Regions from separate parts of the Zea mays genome. Here regions 2 and 3 are each linked to region 1. Evidence: chromatin contacts called from public Hi-C data. All regions are on one chromosome and are shown on one strand. The core of a region is the stretch at or near the end of the contact, and the rest is flanking DNA. Distances in the headings are between cores, read along the strand shown.

Region 1 (4,347 bases), core at 1,530-4,029:
CCAGAGGCGTAGGTACGTACGTACGTACGTTCTTGCATTGCATTGCATTGCATTGCGTTGCATGGCAAAAGGTGGTCGATCTCGATCGTCATTATGTTATGGGTGTGTTCCCCGGACTGTCCTCGTCGTCGTCCTTGCCAACAGAACGGCACTGTGCTTGTCTCTGCATTGCATTGATTGCGTCGGCCGGCCGGCCGGGACGATGAGTTTAAGTTCGATGTTCATGGTTGGTTGTTCGACGCCCTGCAGCGGTAGGAGTATACATCTCGTTTGTTGTCTCGAAGACACACACAGGCACTCGCAAATCCCAAGCTTGAGCACTCCTTCTTCCTGCCTCGATCGTCCCTCTCGTGTAGATTGGCGCGCGTAACACGTTGACTCTTCGCCAGTGACGTCACGCACGGCCGCATGCACTCGGGTCGTACGGCCTTTCTGCCCGCTTGGACGTACGTACGTGCATGCGTGATACGGCCGGCCGGAGACCCCATCGATGATCGATCCCAGGCCCACTGGCCTGTACGTCCTCCTCGTCAGTCGTAGCCCCGCCCGGACCGGCCCCACTGGCCACTACTGGACCCCATGCCTGTGACCGTCAGGCCGTAAAGAAGTCGTCACGCCGGCCGGCGGCCCACCTGATGATGACACACATATACATGGTGGAGTGGTCATGATGATGAGCTGCATGCATGGCGCGCGTCGTACGTACACACCAACACAACGACGACGCAACGCAACGCAACGCAACGCAAAGCCGCATAGCATGCAGCGCGCGGCTCCACATCGCCACGCGCCTATACAAGGTTGGCCAATTCCCATGACGCTACGGCTACGCACCAGAGTGCAGTACCACCGCCGCACTACCACACCGCAAACTTTCTCGATCAGTACTGGGACTGGGACGCGATCGAGCGAGCGAGCTAGAAAGAGCAAGGCGACAAGCGCCACGTCACTCAAGGGTCATTTTCCTATTTCCTGTTCCCCAGCTGAGCTATAGCTCCCACAGGGACAGTCCCACCCAAAACGTACCAATCGTGTGCCATCGCGTCTTTTTCTCTTCCATTTTTTTTCCTTACAAAAATCGCTTATATTATATTATTGGCACGAAAACTACTCAGATGAACTCCTCAGCAGCTGTAGCCTCTCTCTCTCTCTCTCTCTCTCTCTCACTTTTTTCTTTAAAATTATCTGTACGTACGTAGATATAAATATAGCTATGTTACCACTACTAGTGACACACTAGACGTGTTGGTCTGTGCTGTACGGAGAACGAAGGTATAAACAAATGCGTTGCAAAAGCGCAGTTCGACGACGATAGATGTATATGTATACTCCACAAAAGCCCGAGCTGTCTTTTGTTTTTGGAGAAAAAAATAAATAACGTGTGGTTCAGGAACAAAAGCTAGCGGGGTTGCTACTAATTGCTACTGTTGTTGATAAACACGTCCTGATCAGACGCCACTTGCTTGGATCTGTTTTAATAATAATAATAATAATAATAATAATAATATTATTATTATTATTATTATTATTATTTCCTTTGCTTTCTTTTTTTGAACTGATTCTTTTGTATGTTGCAATAATAATGTTAAAAGACAAAAGTAACGGCAGGGAGTTGCAGATAGACCTAATATCAAAGGCTGTCAGGGCCCTTTTGGAACGCAGGGATTTTCACTTCACAGGTGCTTTTTTTTATGAAAATGAACCGGTTCTTATGATTTCTTTTTTTCTATGTTTCATCATACGAGTGGAACTCGAACATCCATCCCAAATATTAGAAGACAAAAGTAACAGTAGGAGAGCTGAGAAGCCTGAGATAGACCCAATATCAATTAATTAAAGACTTTTATAGCAAATCCAAAAGGATGCAAAAACACCCCCGTCAAAAAAATAATTATTAGGGACAGGTTACATTTTTTTGGAGGCAAATATGGTGCATACTTCAACAGTTTTATTCAAAACAAAGGCTAAAAGACCGTAAACCGAGCCTATATTTTTTTTAAAAAAACTAGATCCATCTGCCCCATTCCGCAAACGATTGGGGAGACACTACGTCGCTCAAATATGTGGGGGTGGGGGGGGGGGATAGGTTGAAAGCGGGTTACCGTATTTTTCCAACAATGATGGATCCGTCGGGCTGATTTGGTGACAAGGGGATCCCGGAAGGATTGAAGAGAATTGAGGGGAAAATGAACTAATTTCCCTCTCCATTATCTCGGGATCCAGGGTCACCAAATCAACTCTAAATCTGTTTTTCGGGTTGTTTTAAGTGCTTTTGGAGTTACTCTTATACGAATTTGAGTCATTTTTTTTTAAAAAAAAGATAAATCAAAATATACATTAGTCTGTACATAGAGTGACTGCTCTGAAAAAAATAAAAAAACTGTAGAGACACCTTAGCCCCAATAATTGTAGCACAGGCAACAGGTGCACAGCACAACATAGCCCCATTGCATGCATGGCTGCAGTGTGACACATGGCGGTGGGGCCCTGCCCACTGTTCCTCCTTCAGGGACGGAAAGGTTGGTTGCGGCCCCACCATGGCGCCAAGTAATATCGCCGCTGCTCTCTCTCTCTCTTTTCATGCACACGCTCCTCTCTCCCTCCCTCCCACCATTGCTACAGTCGCAGCTGTCTGTGTCTGCAAAGTACTGACTGCTCCCACTCCACTCCACCCCCAGTTCCGGGCCACTCGGGCATCGTTTCTGTTGCTGCAAATCTTTGTTGGCTGCTGCTGCCTTGCTATCTATCTATACACCGCCCGCACCTTCCATTCCTCCTCCTCCGAAGCAGCAGGCAGCAGCTGCATCGCACCTCACACCTCTCGTGTCCATCGATCCAGCCGCCGCCGCAGCTGCAGCTCTCACTTCACTGTTGCTGTGCCACCTCCTCGTCGCCTGTAGTGTCTGTCGATAGATAAACGCCCGCGGAATGAGAGGGAAGGAGCGGAAGCTGCAGCGGGCGCGCGCGTGCAAGGGCTAGGACTAGCGGTTGCAACGTCGGCGCGCGCGGCGTACGTCGGGCATGGATTGGGATCTCAACGCGGCGGGCGCGTGGGACCTCGCGGAGCTGGAGCGGGACCACGCGGCCGCGGCGCCGTCGTCGGGGGGCCACGCCGCCAATGCTGCCGCGGCGGGCACGGGGACGGAGAGCCGCCCGCCGGCGCCCGGGGCAGCAGGGGCACCCGCCGAGTGCTCCGTGGACCTGAAGCTGGGCGGGATGGGCGAGTGCGAGCCCGGCGCGGCCCGCAGGGAGAGGGAGGCCGCGGCGGGGGCGGCGAAGCGGCCGCGCCCCGCCGGGCCCGGCGGGCAGCAGCAGCAGCAGCAGTGCCCGTCGTGCGCGGTGGACGGGTGCAGGGCGGACCTGGGCAAGTGCCGCGACTACCACCGGCGGCACAAGGTGTGCGAGGCGCACTCCAAGACCCCCGTCGTCGTCGTCGCCGGCCGCGAGATGCGCTTCTGCCAGCAGTGCAGCAGGTAGTATCCCCGCCTTCTTTTCCCATGGGGGGCTGGTGTAGTGTAGTGTAGCTCGTCCCTGTCTCGTTTCAAGGATGCACAACTTTACCTTTTCCGGCTTGCCTTTTTTTTTTTCGTTATCTTTTTTCTCTCTCTCTTTTTCCTGAAAACCAAAGAGATGAAAAACCTTCATCTCGTTCGTTCGTTTCCTCCTGTAGCTACGGTACCTGAATTATTGGCACGCCTTTTTCCTTTCTCCCGGCCTCCTCCTGCGCTCGCTGCTGCTGCTGCACACTGCTCTCAGGCAGGCCTAGCGTTCGTTTCCTTCACTTTCTCTGACGCCCTGATGCGAATTAACATCTGCTGCTCCCCAATCGTCTGCTCAAGATTCAGCCCGCTGCCACGGACACGTGAGCTCCTGCGCTTGCTTTTCCGAGCGGTTTCTTGCTTTCACGCCCTTTGGCGGCGACGGGACGGGATGCCCCCCCCCCCCCCCCCCCCCGGTACTCTGCCATTGGCTCCTCCTCTAGTCGGCGCTGCTTGCTTCCCGGCGACAGTTCGCCACCGCCGCAGATGAAGCGCCGCCACGGTTTGGCGTGCCGCGTTGAGCGAGACAGGGGTGTACTCCCAGCTTTGGCTACCATCAATCATTTGATGTTTAGGTGCCGCGTTGTGAGCTGTACTGCTACAGTATCTCTGCAGAATGTATTCTGTAGTAGTATGAAAAGGTAAAGGCGGCGTACTGCTATAGTATCTCTGCAGAATGTTCGGAGGAGTACACCAACTGAAAGAGGTTTAGGAAAATTGCATCGTGGATCTAGAATTCTAGATGCAGTAGTGTAGCCTACAGTAGCCCTGTACACACATAAAGGCATTTTTCTTATAAAATTGTCTC
Region 2 (4,811 bases), core at 211-2,710, 350 kb before region 1:
TATACAACTACAAATTCCGAGGGCTGGAAAGTACCCATAGTAAACATTCAATTCTCCACGACTGAGCAAGAGCAATCCCACATCAGTAGCCATTGGATTGATTCAGGAATAAACCACATCCCAAATTACCACATTTGATGAAGAAAAAAACAGATAAAGAACGCAAGTCGATTAATTTCACCAATTCGACAACCGGAGGAGTCACGTGATAATTCGTAAACAAGCAAGGTGTACTTGGGTTACCTGGTCGCCGCGGAGGGCGAGGAGGCGCTGGTGTAGCTGGGAGCGGGGGAGGGAAGGGAGCTCGGGGCGGTGCACGTCGATGTAGGCGTCGACCTCGGGCTCGGTGGGCGGCCGTCCGTCGGGGAAGGACTCTAGCCATGCTCGCGCGGAGATCTCCCATGGGTGCGGCGGCCGCGTCGAAGAGGAGGAAGGCGGCGCGGCGGGGGTTAACGGTTGCGGAGGGGTCGGGTTCGGGGGCGTGGCCGGGGCGGTCCCACCGGGGCCGGGGGCTTGGGGGTGGAACGGCGCGGGGACGGGGAAGGGCAGCGGCGCGTCCGGCGGGAGAGCGCGCAGCGGGAGGATGGCCTGGGGCTCCGGCATTCGCGGCGGCGGCGGCGGCGGCGGCGGCCGAAGTTAGAGTATCGAGGTGTGGCGGGGACCTGATGGGTTTTGCCGTTTTGGGGTGCTTGAGGATTTGTGCTGCGGGGGCTCGACCATACCAGCAGCGAATATGTGTTGTCACCAAAGTTAAAAATTAATATAAAACTTAGATATAGAATAACAAATATTACTATGATAGTTAGATACTTGTGCGTTGCTACAGTACCTTATTTCTACTAACTATTAAGAGTCTAATGTAAATTGTTCCCGCCTCCTTACGTCCGCCTGCAAACCCGCAATCCAGCCGCGGACCGTCGTAGACTGACCCCGACTCCTACGCCCGCTCGCCCGCAATCCAGCCGCAAACCACGCCGCGAACGCGGCGACCGTCGCGATCCGGCCACCCGCCCGCCGCTATGGCACTATCCACTAACCGGACACAACGTCCAGCCAAGCTTTTGTCGCCGCCCACTTCTCTCCCACCTCCCCTCCACTCTTTTGCCTGTTGCGGGGTTAGAATCCCATGGCGCTATCGTCTGAGATCCGCTTCGGCCACCAAATCCCTTATCCCACTACGACACTGACTCCTATGAGGAGGAGGAAGAGGAGGAAGAGGAAGACGAGGAGGAGGAGTTCGAGGGGGTGGAGGGCGGAGGAGATGGATGAGGTGACGGTTTCGTCTCCGCTGATGTTGTCGGCAACGGAGGCCAGGGGAGGGGTGTCTGTGGTCGAGATGGTGATGGGGCGCTTCGGAGGTCGCTCATGCTGTGCAGCAGCAGCGCCGGCGTGCGCGAGCCGGAGCAGGAGGAGGACGGGGCGACTCCCCCGGGTGGTATGCAGATAGGGGGGCCAACGGATGTGCGGCACGTCTCGCACGTCACCTTTGAGGCTTCGACCGCTTCGTTGGCTTCCTCGGCCTCCCCGTTGACCTCGAGCCCGACGTGCCTCGCCCCGTGCCGAGCGCCAGGTCAGTGTTCCAACACCTTTTACTCCCCAATTGTTTGATCTGTCTATGCGCATGGTTTCATGCCCGAGATTCCCAGGCAATTTTCTGGGTGCACTCTGCGACTGGGATCCGCCCCTAGAAATTTGGAATTTGGTGTCTGGTTGAACTGAATTTTGCGTTGTTCTGACGTTAAAGTTAAGTTGTCCAACAGCACTGCCTATACATGTCACAGTACGTTAAGCTCACTTGGGTGAATCAGGAGTTCTGGACATGTAAGATACGTATATGAATCTGGAGTTCTCGACATAGATACGTATGTTAGATAGGTGTTGGGTTGGTGAGCAGCACGCCACTGTATTGCCTGCTGTGCCTCCGACAAGCCGAGCTAGCAGCTCGTAGTCTGCCACGGCGAGGTTGGCGTGCCTTGTCTGGCCCGATCAAAATATTGCCATGTCTGACCCTTCCCATGTAGGCACGGGGCACCTATTCGCCACCTAACTGAACAAAGATGCCACAATACGATAGATGTTTAGCTTTCGGGATTATATAGGATGAGCCGATGATGTTGTTGCTTTGTGATCGTGACCTCATTTACAAGACAGTTGTTGTTTCCAAGGCTGACATGACCAAGTTCAACTACTTGGGAATATTCTAAATTGCTTTTCCTATGGGAAATTGGTCTGTTTGTACTTGCGAGGGAGTGGGATATTGTGTTGCTCTGTCTTTTTTAGTTTTATATGTTCACTAGATATGTGTCCGTGTGTTGCCACGGAAGTAAAAAATAGTATGAAACATATAAACGAAACGACAAGCATCACTATAATATGCAAAATCCATGTGATAAAATATCACTGTAACACTAATATTATATTGACGATATAAATATATAATATTATTATAAATACATGGTCGTGGCAGGACAGAAAGGAGACAAAAAAACAACAACGAGGGTTATTCGAAGGTACTCCTTTGCCTCCTCTGCTAAGTCGACTTTGATCTCTCTCGTTGATGTCCTATTCATCAATAGTTATGTGCCCATATGTTGGTACCGTATCTATATATCACATAGTTAAACCTTATTTAAATGGAATATATGCAATAACTCAACAATCTAAAAACAATAAAATGATATGATGTTTTGTGCTGAAGGCAACTAAACAGAGATCACTCTAAACTACAACATGGAAGGAGACGTCGGCGGTAAAATGGGAAGCGTTCAGAGGAACAGTCGAACAGGCACAGGCAACAGAGGTCACAACAAGAACAACGGTTTGTTCACTCGACGAACAACACAAACAACTTTGAAAATTTGATCTCTACCACTTCGGTAGTAGCACGATGCAGTGAAAAACTATGCACGAGGCATGCAAATTAACAAGACTCATACAAGCGTGGAACAGTGTGCTGATGGGGCACAAGGGTAACACATGCTCAGAATCCTAACATGTTTGGCTTCCAAACAAACTTTCTCCAGACCCTCAAGGAAATATAAAATTCAATCAGATATGTGTCGATGCTCATCCCAGCGTACTCCCGTTGCAACGCACGGGCACACACCTAATGTATCCATAATTGAAGAAAAAAGACCAAAAATAGCATTCAAATAAACATCTAGATCCATCTCTAAGTTCAGTGTTAGCCCTGTAATATATATATGCTGGCATTTCCTGTTAGAATGGCCTTGTGCACAAATTTGTGATCGAAAATGACATTTTATTAAGAAAACATTGGTAATCAAGCTCCTCGGAACAAGTATGACAAGTGGCGGCTTAAGAAAGATACAGGAACAAGCACAACTGGTGAGAGCATTATAATTTCATCCGTGTCCACGTATCATGACATTATGCAGATACGGTCTCAAACCTAAATAACTGGGATGCACAAAAAAACTATCACTAAATTTTATAGCAGGACCAATCAATTGCGCCCATCACACATTTATGGTGTCTGCAAAATCCACAGATGTATGATAGGTGCAAAGTCCAGTTAGAATCAATGTATGGCCTTGATACCATCCAATCATTAATCAGTTGAACCAAACCAATTATAGTTTTTGACAAAAGATATCTTTATAAACAAAATTCCTTAGATCATTCATAGTACATTGCAACTTGTGATCATGGTATCTCATGTACACCTAGATATATACCAAAGACCCTTCTCCCAACACTCTTCCAACTCTGTGAATTTTCAAAGTCAAACTCTAAAAAGTGAAGTGTTATTGTATAGTTTCCATTCTGAAGTCCAATACCATAGTATCTCAAAGATTACAGTGACATCTTTGCTGTTTGGAATAATCCTAAATCTAGAGTATTCTGAAATTGGCATGAGCTGTAGATTATGCAAAAATTTCAATAGTGGCAGCAATAGAGGAAAATAGATTTCACTTTTGAAAGAATCCCAACATAACCTACAAAACATCTAACTGATGTAAATAAGAACTATCAAGAAACAATAATATACAACTAAAATCACATAACAACAAATGTAGGTTTGCATAATAGAAAGAAAAGGTTGCCTTATTTCCGTGAGTCAATAATGGACAGATGTGCTACTATAAGTTCAAAGTATACTTCAATCAAGTTATATGCTTGCATGAACTTCTCTTCCCTTATGATGTGTTCAACCTATGGTAGAAATAAAACAGAACCAATAAAAATAATAAGTTCCATGCAAGCAAACTGAAAATGATAGCTTTAGCAGGCCAACATATCAATCAGAGCAGTATATTAGAGCACAAAGATTACATAAAAACAAAACACATATTATTCAATAAAACTTTGAAGCATACCAGAACTCATGTTGCCATCGAAACTATCGAGATATTTATGTTCCATAGAAGACACACAATTCCACAAGTTAGTCTTGTTTCGATACCTTTTGGTTGAAACAAACAATTGAGTTTAACAGACTTACCACATGTCTAGTTTGTTAGGACCTCCTTATAGACGATGTTCTTGGTATATGTACCATAATCTACGGTGGGGTTCTTTTTTACACCCTTCCTCGACTTTTTCCTCCCATCGATGGCTGGGATGACAAGAATCTTTATGTTCGATCAGGTTGTCGCTCTAGATAGAGCAACATATAGTTGGTCATGAGAGAACACTGGTTCAGGCAAGTATACACCAACATTGGGAATAGACTGACCTTGTGCTTTGTTAACCATCATTGCAAAGCTAAGCCATACAGGAAACTGCTTTCTTTTGAACAGGGAAGGGAACATCTCTTCATCGGAGGGACACAGAGGTATATGCGGTAG
Region 3 (4,417 bases), core at 180-2,679, 460 kb after region 1:
GCGGTGCGCCACTGGACAAGCACTGTAGACTGTCCGGTGCGCCGCCACGGTACCGGACACTGTCCGGTGCGCCTCTGACTCTGCGGCTCTGACTCTGCGCGCACTGTTCTTCATTGTTCCTCTGTCAGCGGCTTTTGCAGTCGACCGTTGGAGTGAGTAGCCGTTGCTCTACTGGCACACCGGACAGTCCGATGAATTATAGCGGAGCGCGGCTCAGTTTTCCCGAGAGTGATTGGTTCATCTTCGTACGTACATGGTGCACCGGACACACACTCAAGTCTTTGCTCCGGTTCATTTTAGTCTCTAACTTGAATCTTTTATTGGTTTGTATTGAACCTTATGCACCTGTAATACACGAGTTCTAGAGCAGACTAGTTAGTCCATGTGTTTGTGTTGGACATTCAACCACCAGAATTAATTGTAGGAAAATGTTAACCCTATTTCCCTTTTAATAGGACAACCATTAATCTTGCTAACTTGGAGTAGCCCATTATTAAGGAAGAAGTATGATCCACCATCAAGGCCATGCCTTCTGATAAAGTGTTGGGTCCTGATGGTTCTATGGGCGGATTTTATAAGGTCGCTTGGGATGTGATCAAGGTTGACAATATGGCAGAGGACAGATTAATGCAAGGGAACGTTTTTGGGGGCATTCTTTGCCGAAGGTCCTCAAAATGTTAAGTTATCAATTATCTCTACGTCTGTTTTCGATTACCAATTATCTCTAAGGTCTACGCTTGCAGGCGAAGGCCTCACGTTGGCTCCCGGCGAAGGGCCACATGTTTTCGATGCCTCTGTTGCAGAAATGGCGTCCATGAAGACAAAATCCACGACCCGACTAAGAGGAGAGCCCGCTCCTAACCAAGCAACGTCGAATCCACCTATCAACCTGTAGTGAGGGTAAGAAGCCGAGTGTAATTAGAATAACGGGTTATCGTCCTATAATTACCTTGCTGTACAACATATTTAGGAAATATAGTAAGCAACAGAGGGCACGAACATATTTTGTGACGCTGGTCCTTGGTTGCACTATAAGTACCCACGTCCTATAGCTAGACGGGACATGCTTGACAGGAATTTGAGCTCCCGGTCTTATCATGCCACCTATCATTCCTGCTTACGAGTGCTTGGGCCCACAGTTTTCAATCCCAACACCCACTACTAAAATTAATAAGTAAAAAAAATACACAAATAATTATGACAAAAAATAGCATTAGTATCAATGGCCATATATTCCATATAAACATCATTTTTATATAATCGTGTGATATAATATTTTATTATGTATTGTCCTATGATTTTCTAGAATGGTGATTGAGAGTGATTTGAACAGTTTTGAAAATGCTCTAGGCTAGTGAGTGAGCACCGGCAACCAACCGACTGCGATATATACTGACTACTGTAATAGCACAAAGCGGTCCATTCCCTTCGTGCTTGTTTGCTCTAGGGTTTTTGCCACGCCGCCGCCGCTCTGCCCCTTCCACCCCACCGATATACCAAGATGACGGCGCAGGCTGCGGAGGAGCTCGCCGCCCAGATCGAGCAGCAGAAGCTCGAGGAGCAGAAGACCGAGGTGAGGTTTCTCACAGAGAAGTACTGTACAAATCTCTTTCACGAACATAATTCGGATCGAAACCAGCGTCGCCCCCAGCGACGGATCGGGTGGAACAAGTTCTGGCGCCACTACACTCCCTCCATCCCTCTCAGCCTCGCCGCCTCCGGAAGTCCGCGCGGCCTTAAGGACGGCGGCGGCGGGTGCTTTTCTTCACCTGGGTTTTCTCCCCCGAGGTCCACCATCCATGGTGGTCACCTCTACGGAGACGGACCGCGACCGTGCTTTCCCAGACTCAGGGTGCCGGCGACGGCCAGATCCGGTGCCAGCACAGTTGGATCGGGTGTCCCTTTAGGTTGGGAGGTTGGTTTAGCGCGGGTTCACGCGGGGGGGGGGGGGGGGGGGGGGGGGGGGGTGGACGGATCACCGCGGCCTCTGTCGGCAGTATGCGGCATAGACGACGCGGCAGGTCGAAGGCATGCAAGCTTCGTAGCACTTGTGCCGTTGCGCGCGCGGTGACGCACTACTTGGAGGACCTTGCTGCTGCGTCGGCTGCACGTTGCGGACATTGGCGTGCTGCGCGGCGACGATGATTCTTAGTGGCTTCTTCTATGTTGTAGTATTATTTTTCATGTAGGTGTGTGTAGTGCCTTTGTGGTTTAGGCCAACGTCTGGTGTAGGAAGTTGGAGCTGCTTGGCCATGTCGACGAGCTCGGAAATGATTACTTGTGGTGGGCTCGGAAATGATTATTTTTCAGACACTGTGTGTATTTCCTGGTTTTCCATTATTAACCTTGCCATCCTGAGGTTTTTGTTGGGCCCAGTTTTTCTCATAAACTGGGTCATTCATTTATACACAAATAAAACCTGACACGTACGCCGGATACTATGATCCAATAGAACTTAATGTTTTCTAGCTAGCTGCAGATCCATGAACCTGAAGTTTCTCGATTTCGTTGATGGATCTAGTTGAATCATGTAAACTTTAATCTTTTTGTATTATTATTGTTATTAAGTCTGGTGGAAAATTGATGGTGCTGCTAGTAGTTGTTATGCGGGCTGTGTGGTTTGTTATTCATTTTACACAACATGCCATTATCTTTCTAATCATGTTTGCTGTTTTTCTGTTTGTTCTCTTGATAATGGCGTCCAACTATTCTTATCTTGATGCTGGCATACTTATCTGTTGAATGCCATGAACAGGCAGAAGAGGTTGTGGTGGAGGAGGATGACGAGGATGATGAGGATGACGATGATGATGACAAGGATGATGATGAACTGGATGGTAAGTTATTATGATCTTGTACTTTCTGTTTAGTATTATTCCGGTTGGTGATAAGAACATAATTCTGTGGAAGTCAATAGCGATGAGATAAATGTCTTATAATATCTTGACGCTTGTAATGCTTATATTTTTGTATAATAGTTTTTTATGTTTTAAGTGTCACTCTTCAGCCCTCTGCCTCATTTCACATCTGTGAAATGATTTGGCACCTCAGTGATGCTACTGTATGTCCATTTGTCTGGATGTATAATTGTTAATGCTGTACATGTTGGAGCAAGGGGCATGCATAGTTTTGTTTTTGGCACACTAAAGTGATATGTGGATGTAATTTAGAGTGTTAACTTTATCATGAAGGCCTGGAGTATATTATGTAAAGTTTTGAGGTTATGCTTTAGAGCTTACCAATTTACCATGTATAGCTTGCCTTGAACACTTGTAGGGAGTTGATGCTTTTGTTGTTATTGTTTTACATGTTTGCTCTATACTGCATAAGTACAGGGTTTTATATATCAGGTTCATAGTCAAATACCGTTTATAGACAAGTAAACTGTATGGTTTAATTAGGTAATCTCATTTGGTGACCAAGAAGCCTGTGGGGCAAACAAATGTTATACCATGAGTTGTTGTTCCCCCCTGACTGACTGTCTGGTTCTCTGATATGTGGAACAATTACAATACCTGTGCTCTGACAAGTATTGGTCACATTTTCGTCTTCAGGACAAGAAGGGGATGGGAGTGGCAAGTCGAAGCAAAGCAGGAGTGAGAAGAAGAGCCGCAAGGCCATGCTGAAGCTTGGCATGAAGCCCATCACTGGTGTCAGCCGGGTCACTGTGAAGAAAAGCAAGAATGTAATCAATCATTCACTCAGATTCAGATCTCACAAACTGACATGTTATGTGTTGTTTGGCTAACAGACTATTTTTTCCAGATGCTTTTTGTCATCTCGAAGCCAGATGTGTTCAAGAGCCCAAACTCGGACACCTATGTCATATTCGGCGAGGCGAAGATCGAGGACCTCAGCTCCCAGCTGCAGACCCAAGCTGCAGAGCAGTTCAAGGCTCCTGACCTGAGCCAAATGATCCCGAAGCCTGAGACATCTGGCCTGGGCCTGGAGGACAACGAGGAGGAGGAGGTTGACGAAACTGGTGTCGAGGCCAAGGATGTCGAGCTGGTGATGACTCAGGCATCTGTTTCGAGGCCCAGGGCGGTCAAGGCCCTCAAAGCTTCTAATGGAGACATCGTCACCGCCATTATGGAGCTGACTACTTAGTGTTATTTTTGTCAACCACCCCTTTCTTTTAAGCATGTATCGTATGCCATGCAGCTTGAGCGGATATCTGTGGACAACATGCTTGCTTAGATAATTTTATCATGCTTGCTTTTTCTGTCAAGGCTATTTGAACATTGTTTCGTTTTTGCTGGCTTGCTGCATAGCAACAGTTTATGTCCTATGTTTGTCCGGACATTTCCTATACCTCTATTGCTGTTACATCATTGGCGACCTGAGGACCGAGCGGGGGCTTGGTACCTGAATGGAGACGAGCTGCCCACTCGCTCCAGTGCTTTCCGAACTAAAACGT

Evidence for each region. Hi-C and Micro-C count contacts between places; a contact is called where the count stands out from the background.
Region 2: a contact with region 1 is called in a Hi-C map of ear, with 1.8 times the contacts expected there. The contact joins the promoter of LOC103655263 here to the promoter of tga1 in region 1. A contact is called at or near these places in 4 of 25 Hi-C or Micro-C datasets (ear, leaf and tassel).
Region 3: a Hi-C map of endosperm shows a contact between it and region 1, with 2.1 times the contacts expected there. The contact joins the promoter of LOC100217069 here to the promoter of tga1 in region 1. A contact is called at or near these places in 7 of 25 Hi-C or Micro-C datasets (bundle sheath, ear, endosperm and 4 more).

What each region holds. Positions count from the first base shown.
Region 1 is chr4:46,645,336-46,649,682 of Zm-B73-REFERENCE-NAM-5.0, forward strand. It overlaps tga1 (teosinte glume architecture1), which reads left to right and starts at 2,780. Exons shown (of 3, transcript NM_001362259.1): 1 at 2,780-3,473. The coding sequence starts at 3,022.
Region 2 is chr4:46,294,512-46,299,322 of Zm-B73-REFERENCE-NAM-5.0, forward strand. It overlaps LOC103655263, which reads right to left and starts at 1,461. Exons shown (of 21, transcript XM_020552533.3): 1 at 244-1,461. The coding sequence starts at 603.
Region 3 is chr4:47,109,867-47,114,283 of Zm-B73-REFERENCE-NAM-5.0, forward strand. LOC100217069 reads left to right here and starts at 1,430. Exons shown (of 4, transcript NM_001143439.1): 1 at 1,430-1,573; 2 at 2,756-2,837; 3 at 3,555-3,685; 4 at 3,766-4,305. The coding sequence starts at 1,502. The coding sequence ends at 4,107.